2 separate regions of the Mus musculus genome follow, and region 1 is linked to region 2. Evidence: chromatin contacts called from public HiChIP or PLAC-seq data. All regions are on one chromosome and are shown on one strand. The core of a region is the stretch at or near the end of the contact, and the rest is flanking DNA. Distances in the headings are between cores, read along the strand shown. Region 1 overlaps Gm36764 (a long non-coding RNA gene). Region 2 overlaps Shroom3 (shroom family member 3).

Evidence for each region. HiChIP or PLAC-seq counts read pairs in DNA pulled down with a chosen protein or histone mark.
Region 1: a contact with region 2 is called in an HNF4G HiChIP or PLAC-seq map of pancreatic cancer cells. The contact joins two enhancer-like sites. A contact is called at or near these places in 1 of 15 datasets of contacts at CTCF or cohesin (large pre-B cells) and 5 of 115 datasets of contacts at active chromatin or transcription factors (embryonic stem cells, pancreatic cancer cells and stem cell-derived neural progenitor cells).

What each region holds. Positions count from the first base shown.
Region 1 is chr5:92,994,431-92,999,422 of GRCm38.p6, reverse strand. The region is part of intron 1 of Gm36764 (a long non-coding RNA gene); the gene reads left to right. Among named protein-coding and RNA genes, the nearest start is that of Gm36764, 12 kb to the left of the region's middle. RefSeq lists an enhancer at 1,129-2,156. Within about 2 kb of position 1,657, at least 106 of the 459 cell types and tissues checked have an H3K27ac peak or open chromatin away from gene starts, as enhancers often do. A contact at or near this core is called in pancreatic cancer cells, where this site is marked.
Region 2 is chr5:92,761,384-92,767,022 of GRCm38.p6, reverse strand. The region is part of intron 1 of Shroom3 (shroom family member 3); the gene reads right to left. Among named protein-coding and RNA genes, the nearest start is that of Mir1961, 24 kb to the left of the region's middle. Within about 2 kb of position 3,217, at least 65 of the 459 cell types and tissues checked have an H3K27ac peak or open chromatin away from gene starts, as enhancers often do. A contact at or near this core is called in pancreatic cancer cells, where this site is marked.

The DNA.
Region 1 (4,992 bases), core at 408-2,907, 230 kb before region 2:
TGAGTCTGAGCCCTAGGTCAGAGATGGTTAAACCCCTGTGTTACACATACATGCACATTCTGTCTCTCTCTCCCTCTCCCTCTCCGTCTCTCTCTCTCTCTCTCTCTCTCTCTCTCTCTCTCTCACACACACACACACACACACACACACACACACACACCCTACACAAACCCAAGTTTGTATGCACACACACAGTTGTACACACACACACACACACACACACACACACACACACACACACTGGCTTTCAAAGATGGGTTAAAGGTCAGGGAAGGGAAAAGGAATAGAGAAAACAGAAGGAAGCTGAGTCTTTGGCTAAGTGACTCAGTTCCTCTGGAATAAAACCTCTGCCCTTAGCCAGAGGAGAGCAGCTCTCCCCGTGCCCGACATTAGCTTCTTCAAGTCCTGAGGTTGGAGCAATATCTGAGAGTGGGGTGATGCCAATTATCAGGTTTGGGAGGTCACCAAGGCAATCCAATTTGAATAAATTATAAATTAAAAATAAATAAAATAATAAGTGGCCCCTACCCAGGTCAGGGAGGCAACGCTGGCATTACTTGCCTGGGAACTTGGGACAATCTCAGGGTGGCCTGGGAAACCCAAGGGAGGGGCCAGGCACATGGAGTACCCAGAGCAGACAGGGAATGGAAGGACTAACGCTATCATTTATTAAGACTTACTAGGGTACATAAGGAGTGCATTAGCAGTCTCATTCGGACAAGGCATGGTGCCCCGTGCCTGTAACATCAGCCAGCCTTCTGAAGATTGAAGAGGGGTGGGGGTGGGGGATCTGAACTGAGGGTCAACTTGAGTTCTATAACCTACTCTACTTTTGTTATAATTAACGACAGAGTGCTTCCTAAACAAGCACAAAGCCCCAGGGTAGCTCCCCAGTACCTCAAAAAGGGGGGGAAGTCCCCATTTGAGAAGTGGAAATAAATATTTTTCAGATGAGTTACTAGCCCATGAGGGGTGGAAATAGACAACTTTAATCCGCACAGTGCAGAAGGAAAGAGACAGAAACAGGCTTGAGGTGTGGCTCACTATCTCCTAGCATTTCTTTCTTTCCTGATCCACCTGCCTCTGCCTCCCAAGTGCTAGGATTAAAGGCATGGACCTCCAGCCAACACTGTCATCTCATCCTTGCTGCCCCTCCCATGTCAACATGCCCACTCTTTCCCCTCCTGCCCCTTCCCACCCCCTCTGCAAAAGCATGTTTATTTACAGGCTTCAAAAGTGTCTGAAAAACTACCAAGGAAATAAGGGGAAAGCCTCAGGCCATTCACTCCTGTGGGAAAAGGAAGTGAGGGACAGAAAGGGGCATCAGGATTAACTGGTCAGAGCAACTCTGGACTGTGTGGTTTACTCCAGGCATCCCAGAGGAGGTGACACATCCTGTAGTCTGCTTCCTGCAGAGGAGCGACTCTCCTACGTGACAGTGATGTCTTCCACTTTAAGTCTTGCTTGGCTTGGGGGTTGGAGAGAGAGAGCTGCAGGGAGAGGGGGCCCCAACAGGAAATGGGGAGGGGAGAGGAGGAGGACTCTGGAAGAAAAGCATCTGGAATTCATCTCTTGGGGATAAGCCTAGCAGGCCCAGGCTCTGGGAACTCGGCTGGCCTCTGCTGCACAGCCTTCTAGTCTTGCTTCCTAGTGTGTAACCAACCACATGAGACAGCCTGCACAGCAGGCATTGGAGATATCCAGCAGAGATGGAGAGACTCTCCTTGGGAGATGAGGGCTGCTTCCAAGACTTAAAGGGCTGCGCAAGTTGCACAGGCTGTTGCAAGGTATGCAAGCTGGAAGAACAAAACCATCCCTGAGTAAACAGGCTGACTGGAGGGCAGTGTGGCCTGCACATGTGTGGGCCCTTAGTGCTCAAGGGATGGTATGAACACAGGAGCTGACGGAAGGAGGCTTTTCCAAATCCATTTGCACTGGGCTCTGCTTTCCAGAGGAGCCCTGGGGAGGAACATGAGATAGCCCCAGAGCAACATCTTAAGAAGGTCTTTAAAGTACTCCAGGCTTGTTTTAGATTTGGGGGAAAAAAACAGTTCTGGAATCATCTTGGACTGTCCATGAAGTCCGGAGAAGCTGTTTTGGAAATGTAATCCAGTCATGTCATTTCCCTGCTTGGAAAACACCAGAAACTCCTGCTGAAAGAGTTGTTCTCACCGGCCTTCCTGACAGGCGCCTTCCTGACAGGCTCCCAGCGGAAGGCTCCAGCCCTGTTAGCCACTTGGTCCTCCAAGCTTCAGGTTCAGGCCCTTTGAACCTGCTATTGTTTTTGCATAGAAGAGTGGTGTTTCCAGTGCCTGGATGAAGTGTGTGAGCCATCTATGTACAATGGGATAAGACTCGGCCATAAAAATAATAGGATCTTGTCATTTCCATCAGCATAGGTTGAGAAGTTATGATAAGTGGAATCAGCCAGACACCGACGGGCAAGGGTTGCCTGATGATGACACTCATCTGTAGACTATAAAAACTCTGACCTTGTTGCAGTTCAGAACAGTATAGTGATCCTCAGGGGCTAGCGTCAAACTGGGGAGGGTAAAGCATGTATCGATGGGTGTAGCCTTCAAGCAGATGGGAGAATCCGTTCTGGAAACTATAAGCAGGTGTCAAGATCTGTGGCCTACAAGTAGGTACACATCAGTTAGGAACAAAATTGAGGGTTGGACGTGCTGCTGAGTGGAGAGCATGCTTAGCACACGCAGTCTGTGGGTTCAACCTCCAGTACCTCATTAACAAACCAACTCACGTCAGCAAACGGAGTCGCTGGCCCCAGGGGGTGGTTGTACTGTTAAACTCCAGACTCTGGCTTGGTTTTGAGCGCTGAGGTAATTCAGTGGGACCTGGCTGTAGCTGGGATCTTGGAGGCTGTCATGCAATGATGGGCTCTTTAGGAGTCAAGGCCTCATGGGAAGGCATGGAGGTATGTCCCGCCACCTCCTGTCTCTTTCTTTGCTTCCTGGCTGCTAAGATGTGAGCTGCATCCCCCACAGGCCTACACCAAGATGCTCTGTCTTACAACAGGCAACAGGCCAACCGACTGTGTACTAGAATTCCCAAATTGTAAACCCAAATGAGCTTTTCTTTCCTGCTGTTTCCCTTGTGTTTTTAGGGACTGAGTCTGTTTGTTTGTTTGTTTGTTTGTTTTGTTTTTGTTATTGTTTTTTTAAACCTGATTGGCCTGGAGTATTTTGTCACAGTGAAGGGAAATTGCCAAACACAACTTCTCTTAAAAATTGTATCTCGGGGGCTAAAAAGTTGGCTCAATGCTTAAGAGCACTGGCTGAAGGCTGGAGAGATGGCTCAGTGGTTAAGAGCACTGACTGTTCTTCTGAAGGTTCTGAGTTCAAATCCCAGCAACCACATGGTGGCTCATAACCATCAGTAATGACATCTGACGCCCTCTACTGGTGTGTCTGAAGACAGGTACAGTGTACTTACATATAAATAATAAATAAATCTTAAAATAAATAAATAAATAAATAAATAAAAGCACTGGCTGCTCTTCCAGAGGTCCCAAGTTCAATTCCTAGTAACCACATAGTGGCTCACAATCATCTGTAATGGTATCCGATGCCCTCTTCTGGTGTGTCTGGAGACAGCTACAGTGTACTCATATACATAAAATAAATAAATAATTTTTAAAAATTGTATCCCAGACATCATAGAACACAGAATGAGTTATGTAGTGAGGATAGCTGTCGCTTTATGTGTTCTGAGTGATATAAAGTTAATTTTTTCAGTTTTGACAGCCACTGGAGTTGACAGATGTCAGCCCATTCCCCCATAGCCACTTCCTACTAATGAGAAGCTGCTTTTGACTGAAGCTCAGAGGTGTAATTAAGGTGTAATCATCAGAGGTGGATGATAAAAGTGAATTGTGCCTGGCCTCAGAGATTGTTAACCAGCTCAGCAAATGTTGAGGGTAGCAGTACCAGGACGCAGAAGAGTAGGAGGTTAGGATTTGTGAAATGACCCTTGGTTTCCCATTCGCTTGCCTGCTCTTCCTGTGTGACTTGGCACCTTTTCCTGTGGCAGGGTAGAATCTATTTTTCCATCTCAGAGATCTAAACCAGTTTTGTGACTTGCTTTGGTTTTTGTTTTAGAGCCTTTAAAATATGTGTGTGTGTGTGTGTGTGTGTGTGTATGTGTGTGTGTGTTTGGTTTTTGTTTTATCGTTGTCTTGTTTTTAGACAGAGTCTTACTATTTGGTCCAGGCTGGCCTTGAACCCACTATGTAGTAGTAAGGCTGTCCTTAGATTTCCAGTCCTCTTGCCTTAGCCTCAGGGCTGGGACTATGGCTGTGTGTGACCATATCCAGCCCTTGTGACTTGCTGTGACTGATGATGTGAGCAGAAGATGTGACACAGACCTCAAAAGCGCCTGACACACATCCCTGCTTGCTTGCTCTTTTTCTTGGGAAGCCTTGACCTTGTTCACTGAGCTTGAACAACTCTGCTGACAAGGAGGGAAGCCTTGCCCTGAGGTCTCACTGCCTAGCTGACAGCCAGCAGAACCAGCAGCAATGTGGGTGAGGCCCTCAACTGGTCTGCCAGCTGTGATGGAGCCTCAGTGAGATCAAGGACAAACTCAGAAAAGCTAAGCCATTTGACCTGCAAACTTCTGAGCAGCAAGCATGACTGTCAGTCACGGAGGAACATGGGAATAGGAACTGAAGTTAGAGAGGACCTCGGTGGGAGTGGCGGTGAAATGAGGTGGACAAGGGGGTGGAGGTGCTCACTCTCTTTCCTCCTTGGAAATGTCAGTGTCAAGCTAGGTTCCTGGTCCTCTATTCCTGCATTTCGAGATAATACGAGTTCAGCTGACTGTAAGTAATTTGTTGGGTAAGAAGACCGACCCATTAGACTACAAGATAAGGCTCAGCAGTTGGTTATTAGCTTACAGCCTGCATGCCACCTGCTTTCATGTTATTACTAGAACAGGGTCCATGGTTCAGAGTTCTATAGTGGGCTGGAGAAA
Region 2 (5,639 bases), core at 1,968-4,467:
TATGACTTAGGCAGGAAATGGGAGGGGGACATTCAAGAGGAGAAAGACTTCTGAGATAGAGCTGAACCGGAGATCTGCCAGGAAGATGTGAGGAGAGAGACGCATGGTACCTGAGCACAGGTAACTAGCCACATGGCAGAATGCAGACTAGAATAAATGGGCTATTTTAAGTTCTTTCTAGTCATAGAAGAGCCTAGCTATATAGTCAAGGTATTAGTAAATATATTTTGAGTCTGAATATTCTGGAAATATGGGTCTGGGAGGAAGAACCAGGGCCTAACTTCAACGATCCTTCTTCATTATTCCAGGATTAGCCAGGGCTGTAATTGTAAATTATTTTATTTTTATTATTATTATTTTACTGAGTAAAGTTAAAGATACTTGTTTTCATAGATGTTTGTTTTGATTTTCAACTTTCTATCGTTTGAGATCACATTTTGGTCATTGTTTTAAAGCATGACAAACTTTGCTACTAACTCCCTGGAGTGCTCCATGACACATATTTGGCTCTAAGCCTCGTGGAGACAAAAGCCAAAAGTAAACGTTTATTTATCAAATAGTGAGGCACTGTGGGACACAGGGATGGTACATTAAAGTTGGCCACTGGGAAGTCTCAAGCCATTAAGAAGTCCAAGAAGGCAGAGATGGTCCTTCTCAATTGCCCTTGTTTTCTTTAACAGTATCAAAAACTAGCTGTCTAGGCTGGGGACATGGCTCAACGGTTAAGCACACCGGCTGCTCTTCTAGAAGTCCCGAGTTCAATTCCCAGAAACTACATGGTGACTCATAACCATCTATAATGAGATCTGGTCCCTTCTTCTGACCTGCAGGCATACATGTAAGCAGAACACTGTATACATAATAAACCTTAACAACAAACAAACAGGGCTGGTGAGATGGCTCAGTGGGTAGGAGCACCTGACTGCTCTTTTGAAGGTCCTGAGTTCAAATCCCAGCAACCACATGGTGGCTCACAACCATCCGTAAGGAGATCTGATGCCCTCTTCTGGTGTGTCTAAAACTACAGTGTACTTACATATAATAAATAAATAAATAAATAAATAAATAAATAAATAAATAAATCTTTTTAAAAAAAGAATAAACTTTACTTTAAAAACAAACAAACAAACAAACTAGATGTCTGATGAACCTAGTGGTGTCATTAATACTGTTCACTGAAAATTCTTAAGGGTGGGTCTGATGGCACAGGATGCCAGCTACTCTGTAAGCAAAGGTAGGAAGACTGCAAGTTCAAGGCTAGGCTGGGCCACTTAGTGAGACTCTGTCTTAAAATAAATAACTATTAAAAAGCTGGAGTCATAGGTCAGTGACAGAGTGCTTACATAAGCATTCACGGGGCCCTGAATTCAATCCTTAATACTTAAAAAAAAAAAAAAATAGTTCCCAGCTTCCCACCTTGGCCACAGTCTGAGACTAGAAGCTGGACAGTAGTATGGGACAAGGAAGCCATTTCTGGTTTTTTGTTTTTTTTTTACAGGAAACCATGTTGCCTCTACTTCTCCAGGTGTTCTTTCCTTGGGCACAGTGACTGACAATGTTGGAATAGACAGTAGGGGCTAGTCACTCTGTCACTTAGGGCTGAGTAGCTAGGTGAGCTGCTGTCCTGCAGACATGCTATGGACATAAAGAATGAGCAAGGAACAGGAGTTGGGGAGGTGCTTGTTGTAAAGGCATGAGAACCCAGGTTCAGATCCCAGCACCCACATGACTTCCCGGTGTGTGTGTGTGTGTGTGTGTGTGTGTGTGTGTGTGTGTGTGAGATGTGTGTATGTACATGTACCTATATACACATATGTTACCACATATATGTGAACATACACACATGTATACATACCACATACAGGCAACATGAAAACAAAAAGAAGAAGCAAGACATAAACCTGTGTTTAAGCTAACAAGGCTTCCATTTCTGTTTCATTCAGACAGAAAACCATGATAAATGGTTCTTTAAATCTAAAGGCATTTATTTCTATTTATAACCATTTCTGAAATAATTCCAGGAGTCTTATTCCATGTTCCTAAAAGAGACCTTCTGCATTACCCTAGTGTGTTTACATTTAAGGTAAACAATGTTTTCAGTCTATCCTGTATATATCTAACCACAGACCAGCTATTATTATGTATATAGATAAAATATATGACATGGAAGCTAGACAGATGGTATACACTCCTGTAATCCCAGCACTCTGGAAACACTGGCAAGAGAAACGCTGTGAGTTTGAGGCAGTCAGAACCAGAGTGAGTTCTGGGCAGACTGGGTTATATAACCAGACCCCTTCTCAAAACAAATCAGTACAAAAGGATGAGAATTTCTTACTAGCCACATCAACAGAGCTGGGTTCTTTGGGAAGGAAATAAAATATATAAGTTGCATATGTATTTTATATGTTTTATATGTATATATCATGTATTTATTAAAAAGTAAACCCACTTTTTGTTTTGAGACAAGTCCTCACTATGTAGCCCTGGCTAGCCTGGAACTTATTATATACACAAGGCTGGCTTCAAACTCACAGATATATATATACCTGCCTATGCCTCTCCAGTAGATGGTTGAGATTAAAGGTGTGTGCCATCATTCCTGGCCACAGAATTACTTTTAATATTAATATTGGTCTGTTTGTTTGTTTGAGTAAGCGTCTCTCACTACATAGCTTTGGATGCCCTGGAGAGCTCTCTGCAGACTTGGTTGGCCTTGAACTAACAGAAATCTGCCTGCCTCTACCTCTAAGTGCTAAGATTAAAGGTGTGTGCCATCACACATGGCTTAATATTAATATTAATATTGGAGCCGGGCGTGGTGGTGCACGCCTTTAATCCCAGCACTCGGGAGGCAGAGGCAGGTGGATCTCTGAGTTCGAGGCCAGCCTGGTCTACAAAGTGAGTTCCAGGACAGCCAGGGCTATACAGAGAAACCCTGTCTCAAAAAACAAAACAATATATATATATATATATATATATATATATTAATATTGGAACTTGGCCTGTAGCAGACAGGAATGTCTTGTGGCAAGGGTGCCTAGTAATACCATTGTCTCCAAGGAAATGGCCTCTTTGTCCCTGCAAAAGAATTCTCAGAAGTAGCTGAGCTACACGGAAATGCAGCAATAAAACTCCCAAGGATACCTCAGGCCTGTCAGAGATAACAATAGTATTTTCTTAGTCATCACCGTGAGCCTCCAATATTTACAAGCTGTAGGAGATTCCAGAGGCCAGAAAGATACCGGAGCACCAACCAGCAGAAGGGTTTCTTCACTCTGTGGTTCTCAACAATGATTTGTTTACTTACCATCTCTCAGAGGCCATATGGTGGTTAAACTTTACAGCCAGATGGTAGCGTTCAAATCCTCCCCCAGGCTGAGAAGTTATGTGACCTTCAACAAGTTATTTGAGCTCTCTGACCTGTTCCCTTCATATGAGATAAAGCTAGAAATACTTCACAGAATTGTTAAGAGTATTAAGTCAAGGAATGCATGTAAGGCATGCAGGAAAACAGCCCAGTGAACACTAAGAATATTCAGTCATTTGAATTTTCCTTTGTAAATCAGGAATGCAAATACTTTTCGGTAGCCAGCAGTAAAAGATTGGAAATGTGTTATAAAACACTTGAAGTTTTTTGTTTGTTTGTTTGTTTTTACGTTTTTGCTAGGCAAAGACTCTACCACTGAACCACACACACCTCTAGCCCAATTTAAAACAAACAAACAAACAAACAAAACACCCCAAACCACTGAGAAGTGTTACAAGGTATAGCTAAGTTAGTGATCACAGTGGCTCCGTCAATTCAGAAATCAGCTAAATCACTTAGCTGATGCCTAGAGAGAGCATCCGATCAGACATGGACCCTGGAAGTGCAGGCAGGTGGAACAACAGAAGTCACAGAGGCAAGGAAGAGAAGACATCGTGTTTTCCACCTGTTAGGATACTGAGGACCCATTCTCACCAGCATATACGAACATTTTGTCAACCGTAACACTAAGAGAGCAATATTAAATAAGATGTCTATGCTGGCTACAATTATGTCAACTTGGCACAAGCTAGAGTCATTTGGGAAAAAGGACTCTCATTTGAGAAAATGGCCCTACCAGTTGTCCTGTGGGGGAGACTGCAGTGCATTCTCTTCATTCATGATTGATGGTTTATATGGGAGGGTCCAGCTCACTGTGGCTGATGGATCTGGGTGCTATGTGGGGTGAGCAAGTCATGAGGAAAAACCATGGGTGCCTGCCTCCAGGTCCTTGTCTGGAGTTCCCGCCTTAGATTCCCTAGATGAAAGATTATAACCCCTTCCTCTCCAGGGTGGTTCTGGTCCTGTTGTTTTATAACAGCAATAGAAACTCTAATTAAGACCACGCCCAAGTCGACAGTTATAAATACGCAGAGCCAAAATTCAAATTTGGACTTAGACCTGAAGCCAAAGTACATCACAGCCTTCCCATTCGAGTCTAAACAGGCAACCCTTTAACAAATGGAGGCAGAAACTTCCCTGGTGTAATTAAACACTGGAGGCTAGTGGTGGGTGGGAAGCTGCACACTGATCAGCATAGCCCTCCAGCCACCTTCAGGGCAACATGTCTTGGTAAAACTACTGGAAACGAAGTCATTATATAGTCTCTGGACACCTAGGCCTTCAAAGTCCCCTCTACCACACCCAGCACCATCTACAGAAAGGAGTCCACAAATAGACAGCAGTGCCAGCGGTAGAGCAGACACACACTGTGTGGATGAACGAACAGAGGAAATAAACACAGGCTCCAGGTCCTTAAGAATTTCTCTGAGTCCTTTAGACCCAAATTCCAGACTTCCTCTAACCACCCTTTGGCTTTGAACTTCCTGTTATCAGAATTCCGTTCCACTCCCCAGCCCTACTCCCACACCCCAACCCCACACACAAGGCTTCCTGTGGTATCCACAAGCCCTCAGGTCCACCTCCTCATTCCATGGAGACTTCTCTCTCCTGCATCACCGGCAGACTTACTGCCAGGATGACTCTTGCTCCCACTGTAGATGCCCATGACCTATAGACCCCTCTAACACTGTCTTCCCGGGCTCCCTGCCTAGGTAGCTTCCATATGCACTTCCAGGTCAGGCTCTCACTCTGCACACCACTAATATGCCGTCCCTGTCTTAACATCAAAGGTTTCTCTGACCACCTCCGCTTATCTTGGCTTACGTTGGCTTTATGATGTAACTTAGATGCTGTAAAGGTCACTCACCCTTGTAAAATACACAACCTATTGGGGCTCTAGTTTATTCATGGAGTTGTACAAACACCATCATAAGTGACTTTGGAATATTTTTTTAAAGGGTGATTGTCTTTCTCCCTTTTTTCTTAAGGAGTTATTTATTTATTTAATGTATATGAGCACACTGTCGCTCTCTTCAGACACACCAGAAGAGGGCATCAGATCTCATTACAGATGGTTGTGACCACCATGTAGTTGCTGGGAATTGAACTCAGGACCTCTGGAAGAGCAGTCAGTGCACTTAACCGCTGAGCCATCTCTCCAGCCCCGTTTGGAATATTTTTATCACTCTCCCTAGAACCACCATGTCTATAGGCACAAGCCCCCAGCTCATCTTCCCACTGCTGTCAGCTCCACAAAAGTCTACTTAAA